Linked DNA regions of Mus musculus: region 1 is linked to region 2. A link is a contact called in public promoter capture Hi-C data. All regions are on one chromosome and are shown on one strand. Each heading gives the region's core, a stretch centred on a gene start, on an enhancer-like site or on the middle of the called end of the contact. The rest is flanking DNA. Distances are from core to core; before and after follow the strand shown.

Region 1 (3,869 bases), core at 592-3,091, 240 kb before region 2:
GAGACTAGCCTGATCTACCTACATGTTGAGTTCAGGAGAGCCAGGGCTCTGTAGAGAAACCCTGTCTCAAAATCCAAAAACCCAAACCAAAACCAACCAACCACTCTCTAATATAAAAGAAATTCTATGGAATAGTACAGATGAAAAGGTCCTTAGTTGTTGTAAGAGCTGTCACCACCAAGCCACCACATGGACTGATGAAAAAGACATCATGGAGCACCATGTAGGAAGCAAAAAATTCTAAAAATGTAACAATGGATTCCTTAAGGCAACTCTCCAATTGTTTCTCCTTTCAACCATCTCTCCTCAAGTATCTCACAGAGAGACTTTTTTTTAAAAAGTATTTTAGCCCCACCCCTGGTCTTATTTCTTCTCTTATAATGTAGCTATGTGTATAACAACGATTCAGTGCTCAGCATAGCTCTTACATGAAGATACTCTAATAATCAAGTTTTTAAAATGTAATTTAATTCAATTATTAAAGCCAACATTTTAAAAAAGATTTATTAATTATATGTAAGTACACTGTAGCTGTCTTAAGACACTCCAGAAGAGGGCGCCAGATCTCGTTACGGATGGTTGTGAGCCACCACGTGGTTGCTGGGATTTGAACTCAGGACCTTCAGAAGAGCAGTCAGTGCTTTTACCCACTGAGCTATCTCGCCAGCCCCTAAAGCCAACATTTTGATGAAGTCGTTGTACTTAACCAAAACCAAAACAGACAGCAACATTATTTTACGATCAGAAACTTTATAAAGTAAAACCTCAGCAGGACAAAGACTATGAAAAAGCTTTTTACAGAAAAGACAATACTTTATGATAAAATTCAAGTAAGTGCCTTATTACATAACATATAAGAATGTACCCGTACTTAATTGGACTTAAATATCCAATAGAAAACGTTAAGGATCTTTCTTCAAGCCAATCACAGAGCCAATATTCTACATTCTGCCCACTTCAAAACCAAGAATGTTATCCTAACCTTGTAGGCTCTGTAAAGGCACACAATGGCATTGGGAAGGGGTTCTCTTGCAGGGAGGCATCGAGGATTTGTGCAGGGCAGTTCAGTCATAGACCAGTCGCTTCCGGGCCTTGCAAGGAGCCCGGGGAGAGCATGGAGGGCGTGGCGGAAGCTGCTCTTGGGGACTCTGGGAAGGAGATGGAGGCAGAGGCTGCAGTGGTGAGCCAGGGAGGGGTCCCAGCAGGTAGCTGTCCAGTTCCCAGATAAACCTAGGAGAATATCGCTCTGCTCCAGTGGAAGGCCCTGGGACTTGTTCCTGCAACAAAGGACTGGGCACCCCTGGGATGGAGGAAAAGTTCCCATTGGCCTGATCATCTGGAGGCCTAGCCCAGGGTTCCAGCAATTCCAAGTCTGCATCCTCATCACAGACATCTTCTTGGTAGAAGTACTCACAGAAGGTTTCCTCCTGGAGACCGACTAGATGATCCTGGGGCCCGTCCTGGGCAGCGGCTCCCTGTGGGCTGATGGCCACGAATCCAGGCTGTCCTGGCTGGGGTTGTGTCATGAGTCCTTCGGGGACCAGGAGGATGGTGTGTTCTTGGAGCGACACTTGCAGGACCGAGGTGGGCTCAGGCTCCAACAGCAGGTCGATGCCATCCAGGGGCAACTGCAGGGCAGAGCCGGCGGCCAGGAACACCACGGAGGTGAGCGCGCTGCTAGCGGGCTCGGCGGGCGCTTCCAGCTCTGGCTGAGCCAGGGGCTCTGGGCACGCGGGCTCCTGGTGGAGGCGGCGGCGCTTGGCAGGGCTGGGTGCTGGTGTCTGCGGTGACCAGCAGGGCGCGGGGTTGGCGCTGGGGCTGCGGGGCCTGGTGCGCAGCATGATGGACGGCTCTGTGGGGCTGGAGAGGCGCGGGTGCAGGGTGCAGCGCGGGCAGGTGCGACGGCGCGGGCGGAGCGGCTTCAGGCGCTGATGGAGCGGCTTCAGTCTCGTGCTCTACAGCTCTGGGCTTTCCTCACGCCGGATACATTTATATTTCAGGAGATGCGCGGGAAATCACGTCGAAGGATAGGGAAATGTCATAGTAAGCTCCGCCCCTTCTAGGCTCCGCCCAGGAGCGTCATGCTGACCAATGGCTGTGGCTGTAGTTTGTAGGTCAGTGCGTGGCAATGGGTTGGTCGCACTGCATGGGCAGCCATTTAGTTTGTAGGCCTTCGGTTCGCTTTGGATTGTGGGCCTTGTATGCTTTCATCACACTATATCTGTAAGGGATCACTGCTCAAGTCTCGCGAGTGGAATGCCATATCAGGACATGAGACGTAATTCTGGTTTGACCTATAGTGCCGGAAGTTTTGCATGTAATCCTAAATCTCTTTCCGATTTTTAAATGACCACTCAGTCATCCTCCAGCAATGGTGAAACAGAATGTAGAGTTAACGTGTTTTGTGATTATCATTATTATTATTGTTATGTGAGCCAGTCTTTTAAGCATTATACTGTGAGCTGAAGTACGAGTTATTGAATTGGATGTTAATCACAACTCGGAGGTATATCGTCTTATCTATTTTTAGTCCAGTATGCAGTTGAAAAGTCATGTCAAAGAGTTACCGAATTTCTAGGATCCGGTCTCTAGCTAAACTAGGTATAGCAATTCAACTTTGCTGAAGCTTATAGTGCCCAGCACATTGATCTAAGCTGCAGCTTCAAGTCCTATTTGGCATATCAAGGTGGAGTAATGTTAACTCCGTACAAGAGCCCATCACGGATTTTTAGAACAGGTTTAAAAGCCAAATGATGACAACAAAATATTCCCTCCTATGCCTGTTGTTTAACCACGTGATTCTTCATCCTGGAGGTAATTATGATAGTAGAGTATCTTGTTTATTTAAAAGAAAATTGTGCACATATTATTTAAACTCCCCTACATTTTTAAGGGCCATATAAAATTCCACCCTATTTGAATCCTGTTTTTTTTTTTTTTTTTCTTTTAAGGTGGAGTCTGCCTACGCAGTCCAGACTGGAGAGAAAGAAAGCTCGATGATAAACTTTGTGACTCCAATCTTCATTCATGTAAGCCAGGCCCTTTGAGATGGTCATTAAAGTCTGTGGACTGCCCATGATCACACTGGAACCCTCTTGTGTAGGCTCTGCGATATTAGCGCTATGAAGGGAATTAAAACTCCGGTAACCTTTGTTCTGATACATTTGGGGTATGCTGGCCTTCAGTCTTGATATTACGCATCTGCTGAATTTCTGGTTAGGTGGAACATTTTCCCAAGAACAGGGGCTAGGGACAATTCTGTTTAGGCTCCTGGAGTGTTTCAAAGGTCCTGGTCAGAACCTGAAATTCCAGAGGCTCCATCCCTTGGGCAAAAAGGAGTGTTGCTCCCTGCTCTCTGGCTCCCAGGTAACCCAGGCAACCTCAGAGCTCCAGGCTGAGGTAGGGTGGGAAGAAGCTTGCTTTTGGGATCTGGAGAGGTCTGTCTGTGACCCTTGATCACGTGGAAGAATCGAAGAACCGGAAGGTTCCTGAATAGGGTACTACTGAGGATGGAGGCAAGAGAATCGTGGTGTAAGGAAGATGGATCATCACAGAGCAGGGCAGCACACAGGGAGGGTCTCAGAGCCGAGTGGGTGGCCCCCATAGCTGTTGTTTGCTTGGTCTTAGGAGCTTATCTGGCACAAAATCTGATCTGAAGACTGGGACAGAAGCAAATTATCAGGGATCTTGGTTTCCAATCTTCTCCCATATTCTAACTGGGCAATCCGGGGCAAGTCATTTCACTCTCTCTAGGCCTCTGTTTCTTCACATGTAAATGTGGGCCATGCCATCCTGCTGTCCAGGGTGGTTGTAGGGTGGTATGTGCAATGTTTATGGAATGTAGTGAATGTTGACTATATATTAGCTAT
Region 2 (3,737 bases), core at 3-2,502:
AATCCATCCATCCTTCCATCCATCCATCCACCCATCCATTCTTTCATTCAACAAGTATTTGTTCTGCACATAAACAGTACTAGGTAAAATTATAATAATGTATAGGCATAGCCTTCATGTGGTGAGAAAAATAAGCAGATAATAAGGAGAATGACCAGAAATTATAGAAGGGCCGATGAAGGGAAGGTATAAGGTGATTGGTGGTTATGGATTCAGAATGAAGAACAAACATTTGGGGTGCGTTTGAAAAGTTTGAAAGAACTGCAAACAGTTGGATTTAAACCCGCAAGTGGGGGAAGAGGTCTAGGAGGGCAATACACATTCATTATTCAGAACCATAAAACCAAAAAGAAAAGAGAAAAGGAGCACAGAGGAAAAAAATACAAAAACAAAACAAAAAACCTGTACACACATCGAGAGACTCAAACACGTACTTGTGAATAAGCAGTTGGTGGGATGTTGCACGTGCCCATGTGTTGTTAGGACCCGAACCTAGGGCAAGTACTCTAGTGCTGAGCTAAATTCCAAGCCCTTATTTTGTTTCTTTTGGTTTTTTTTTTGTTTTTTTTTTTTTCGAGACAGGGTTTCTCTGTGTAGCCCTGGCTGTCCTGGAACTCACTCTGTAGACCAGGCTGGCCTCAAACTCAGAAATCCGCCTGCCTCTGCCTCCCAAGTGCTGGGATTAAAGGTGTGCGCCACCACGCCCGACTATTTTGTTTCTTAATGTATGTACTCTTAACATGTATGTATTATGTGTGTATGCATGTGTGTGTATGTGGTATATGTCTTGTATACAAATGATAAAGCTAATACTATAAACAAACAAACAAAAGTAAATGGGCTGGTGAGATTCCTGCTCAGGTTGTAAAGATACCTGCTACCAAGTTTCACCTGAGTTCCATCTCTGGGTCGAAAGAGAGCGGCGACTCTCCCAGGCTATCCTCTGACCTCCACATACAAGTTCATGCGCATGCACACACAAACAAAATTACTTTAAAAAAATTCTTTAAAAAGTTCATTCCCACATCTGTAATCAGAGGTCAGAAAGCGGATTGCAGCGGGTTTGAGGTCAAGACTGCAGAGACTGTCTCTAAGAGGGAAGCGGGGCGGGGCATATAGCTCATTCCATACAGTGCTTGCCTTGCTTGCACAAAGATTTTAGTAGTTTTAAAACGCTTCCGCGGCGCCTTGCCTCCACCCAGACTACATTTCCCAGAATGCTGCACAAAAACCTCTCGAGCCGGAAGTTGCTCTATCGATTCCGGCGCAAAGAGCGTCTGGTAATCATGGCTGCAGTCAGAACACCGTTGTCGCTGTGGAGGTTCCAATTGGGCTCTCGGCGAGCACGGCGGGTCTGTACTCGGGCCACAGCCCAGCGCCACCCCGATGCTCTGCTCGCGACGCGGCCCCAGCCATTCGAGGTGGGGCAGCCTCGCCGCCTGCTCAGCTCCGAGGCAGGTGAGTGACCGCCAGAACTCTGCTGAGCGCCCGGGAAACTTAGAGCTTGCTCTAACGAGTGAAGGCGGCTTGTCAGACTGCGTGCGGCTTCCGTCCGTCCTTGCAGAACTTATCTAAGTCCTCATTCATTCATTCATTCAGTCACTAGTGCTTGCGTGCCGCCCCTTGCAAAGCATTACACTACATTAGCTTGGGGCATGCTGTAGGGTTGACCTGGACTCTGTTATCCCAGTGGCGATTGGCAGAGTTCTGTGATCCAGGCTACGTCGGGCATGGGGGGAGGGGGGGGCGGAAAGCACTTAGCTGCCTTTCAAACTATGTTGGACGCATAGGGATGAATCCCAGGGAAAATACGGGCAACGCTGCCACCAGGCTAACCATGCTAAGGTTAAAAGAACAAGAGGACACCATAATAAGCAGAGGTATAGAGAAGAAACTGAACGCTGGTATTTTGGGGGAACGTATTTTGGAGTTAGGATTGATAATGTCTAAGTAAGTGTCCAGGTTTTGATGGTAAGCAGTTGAATGGAGACTCGTGGCAAGCTAGAGAACATTAATGGTAGAAACAGTTTATGTGGTTGATTTTTGAGTTTGGATTGATGACTCGGTAAAATGAAAATTAAAAAACGGGAAAGGAGGCGGAATTTTGCTTGTTTTGTGTTGAAGTTGAGATGTCTTTGTTATTCCAGGGTCAGTATACAGTTAGATACAAATTGAGGCGCACTGGAGTAAAAAAACGATCACTAGAGTCGAGCAGGTGCGTGAGCTTGTCTCAAGACAGTGTAGTGCTGAGCATGTATATAGTTACTGGAGCTTGTGGGTGACCATGAGAATAAACACAGGAGTTTGGTCTTCAAAGAAACGTTCTCGTTAGTTTTGTGTCAACTTGACACAAGCCAGAGTTATCTGAATGGAAAGAAATGCCTCCATAAGATCCAGCTGTAGGACATTTTCTTACTTAGTGTTTGAGGTGGGAGGGCCCAGTCCATTGTGGGTAGTGCAATGCCTGGGCTGGTGGTGGTCCTGGATTCTATAAGAAAGCAGGGGGAGCAAACCAGTAAGCAGCACCCCTCCATGGCCTCTGCATCAGCTTCTGCCTCTGGGCAACTTGTGTTTGTGTCCCGACTTCCTTCAACGATAGACGACTACACTGTGGAAGTGTAAGCCAAACCCTTTCCTCCCCAGCTTGCTCATGGCCATGGTGACTCATTGCAGTAATAGAAACCCTAACTGGGACAGAGACTAAATCTCTCAGTGGCGGACACAGTCAAACCATGCGAGTTTTAAATGTGAAAGCTTTAAATCATCTTGCTTGCGTTTTTTAGCAGATCACTCTCAAGGAATCTTTGTGGGAATGGTTTGTAGTGAGTTCAGGAAAGAGTCAGAGAAGCCAAGGTAAGGAGCAAGCATGGCTTTGACTAAAGTAATGGCAGTGGGAGCTAGATCTAAAAAGAGACGATTACCTAGTATTCGTTTTTTGTAAAAGTGGGCTAACTGCTTTATAGGGTTGCTGTGAGAGCTGAATATTCTGAGCATGGTGTGTATTTAGCTCAGCAAGCACTGCACAGTAAATCTCCTATGTGTTAATAATGGTCAGTCCTATCATTTTACCTGCTTTTTTTTTTTTTTTTTTTTTTTTTGGCTCAGTGTGTTGGGTATGGAAGGAGTCAGGAATCATTTTAAGACTCTGGACTGAATGACTGATAGACTGCGCTGTGATAGAGAGTAGTAAGGGCCGCAGGGATGAGACAAGCAAAGGTTGCAGGGATGTTATGGTCTGGTAGTCTTGGCTTACAGGTGAGATGTCCATTGGGAAGTGGGTGGAGATGACCTTGGGTAGAGATTGGGATTTTAGAGTCTGGCAGGTGGATGTAATTAAAGCCATAGAAAGCTAGAAAAGTACCCAGTGGGACTATGAATAAGGAGAGAAGGAGCTTGGCCAGGATCTTGCAAGGCTCTAGTATCTTTGGGACCGATGGCTAAGAGGAACCCAGGAACACATGGCCTTTTACCTTTCCAATGGAAAGTGTTAATGAGTTATCTTTAATATAAATATTAGCAATAAATTAATCCAGTGATTGTATTTCTTTACCTTAATGCTAGTCCCCAGTAACCACACAAAGAAACCAAAGTGTATTTAAAATTGCACCTCAGTAGCCAAGCAGTTAAATGATCTACCTATGCCTTCTATGCGAATCTGGCGACCTCCCATTCCTTGTTACTTGCATATTATTGTTGACCTGGCTCTTTGGGCTTCATGTGTGTTTCTGTGATCTCTC

The links. Promoter capture Hi-C pulls out the DNA fragments that hold promoters and counts their contacts.
Region 1: a promoter capture Hi-C map of stem cell-derived epiblast-like cells shows a contact between it and region 2, with 2.7 times the contacts expected there. The contact joins the promoter of Prr23a1 here to the promoter of Mrps22 in region 2. A contact is called at or near these places in 12 of 39 promoter capture datasets (the 3T3-L1 cell line, the C10 cell line, the HPC-7 cell line and 6 more), 2 of 15 datasets of contacts at CTCF or cohesin (both in embryonic stem cells), 20 of 484 Hi-C or Micro-C datasets (Sertoli cells, embryonic stem cells, morula and 1 more), 6 of 115 datasets of contacts at active chromatin or transcription factors (embryonic hindbrain, embryonic stem cells and stem cell-derived neural progenitor cells) and 2 of 9 other capture datasets (adipose tissue and pancreatic islet).

The regions. Positions count from the first base shown.
Region 1 is chr9:98,840,559-98,844,427 of GRCm38.p6, reverse strand. It overlaps Prr23a1 (proline rich 23A, member 1), which reads right to left and starts at 1,841. Exons shown (of 1, transcript NM_001134660.1): 1 at 783-1,841. The coding sequence starts at 1,841. The coding sequence ends at 1,065.
Region 2 is chr9:98,599,194-98,602,930 of GRCm38.p6, reverse strand. It overlaps Mrps22 (mitochondrial ribosomal protein S22), which reads left to right and starts at 1,252. Exons shown (of 8, transcript NM_025485.3): 1 at 1,252-1,458. The coding sequence starts at 1,287.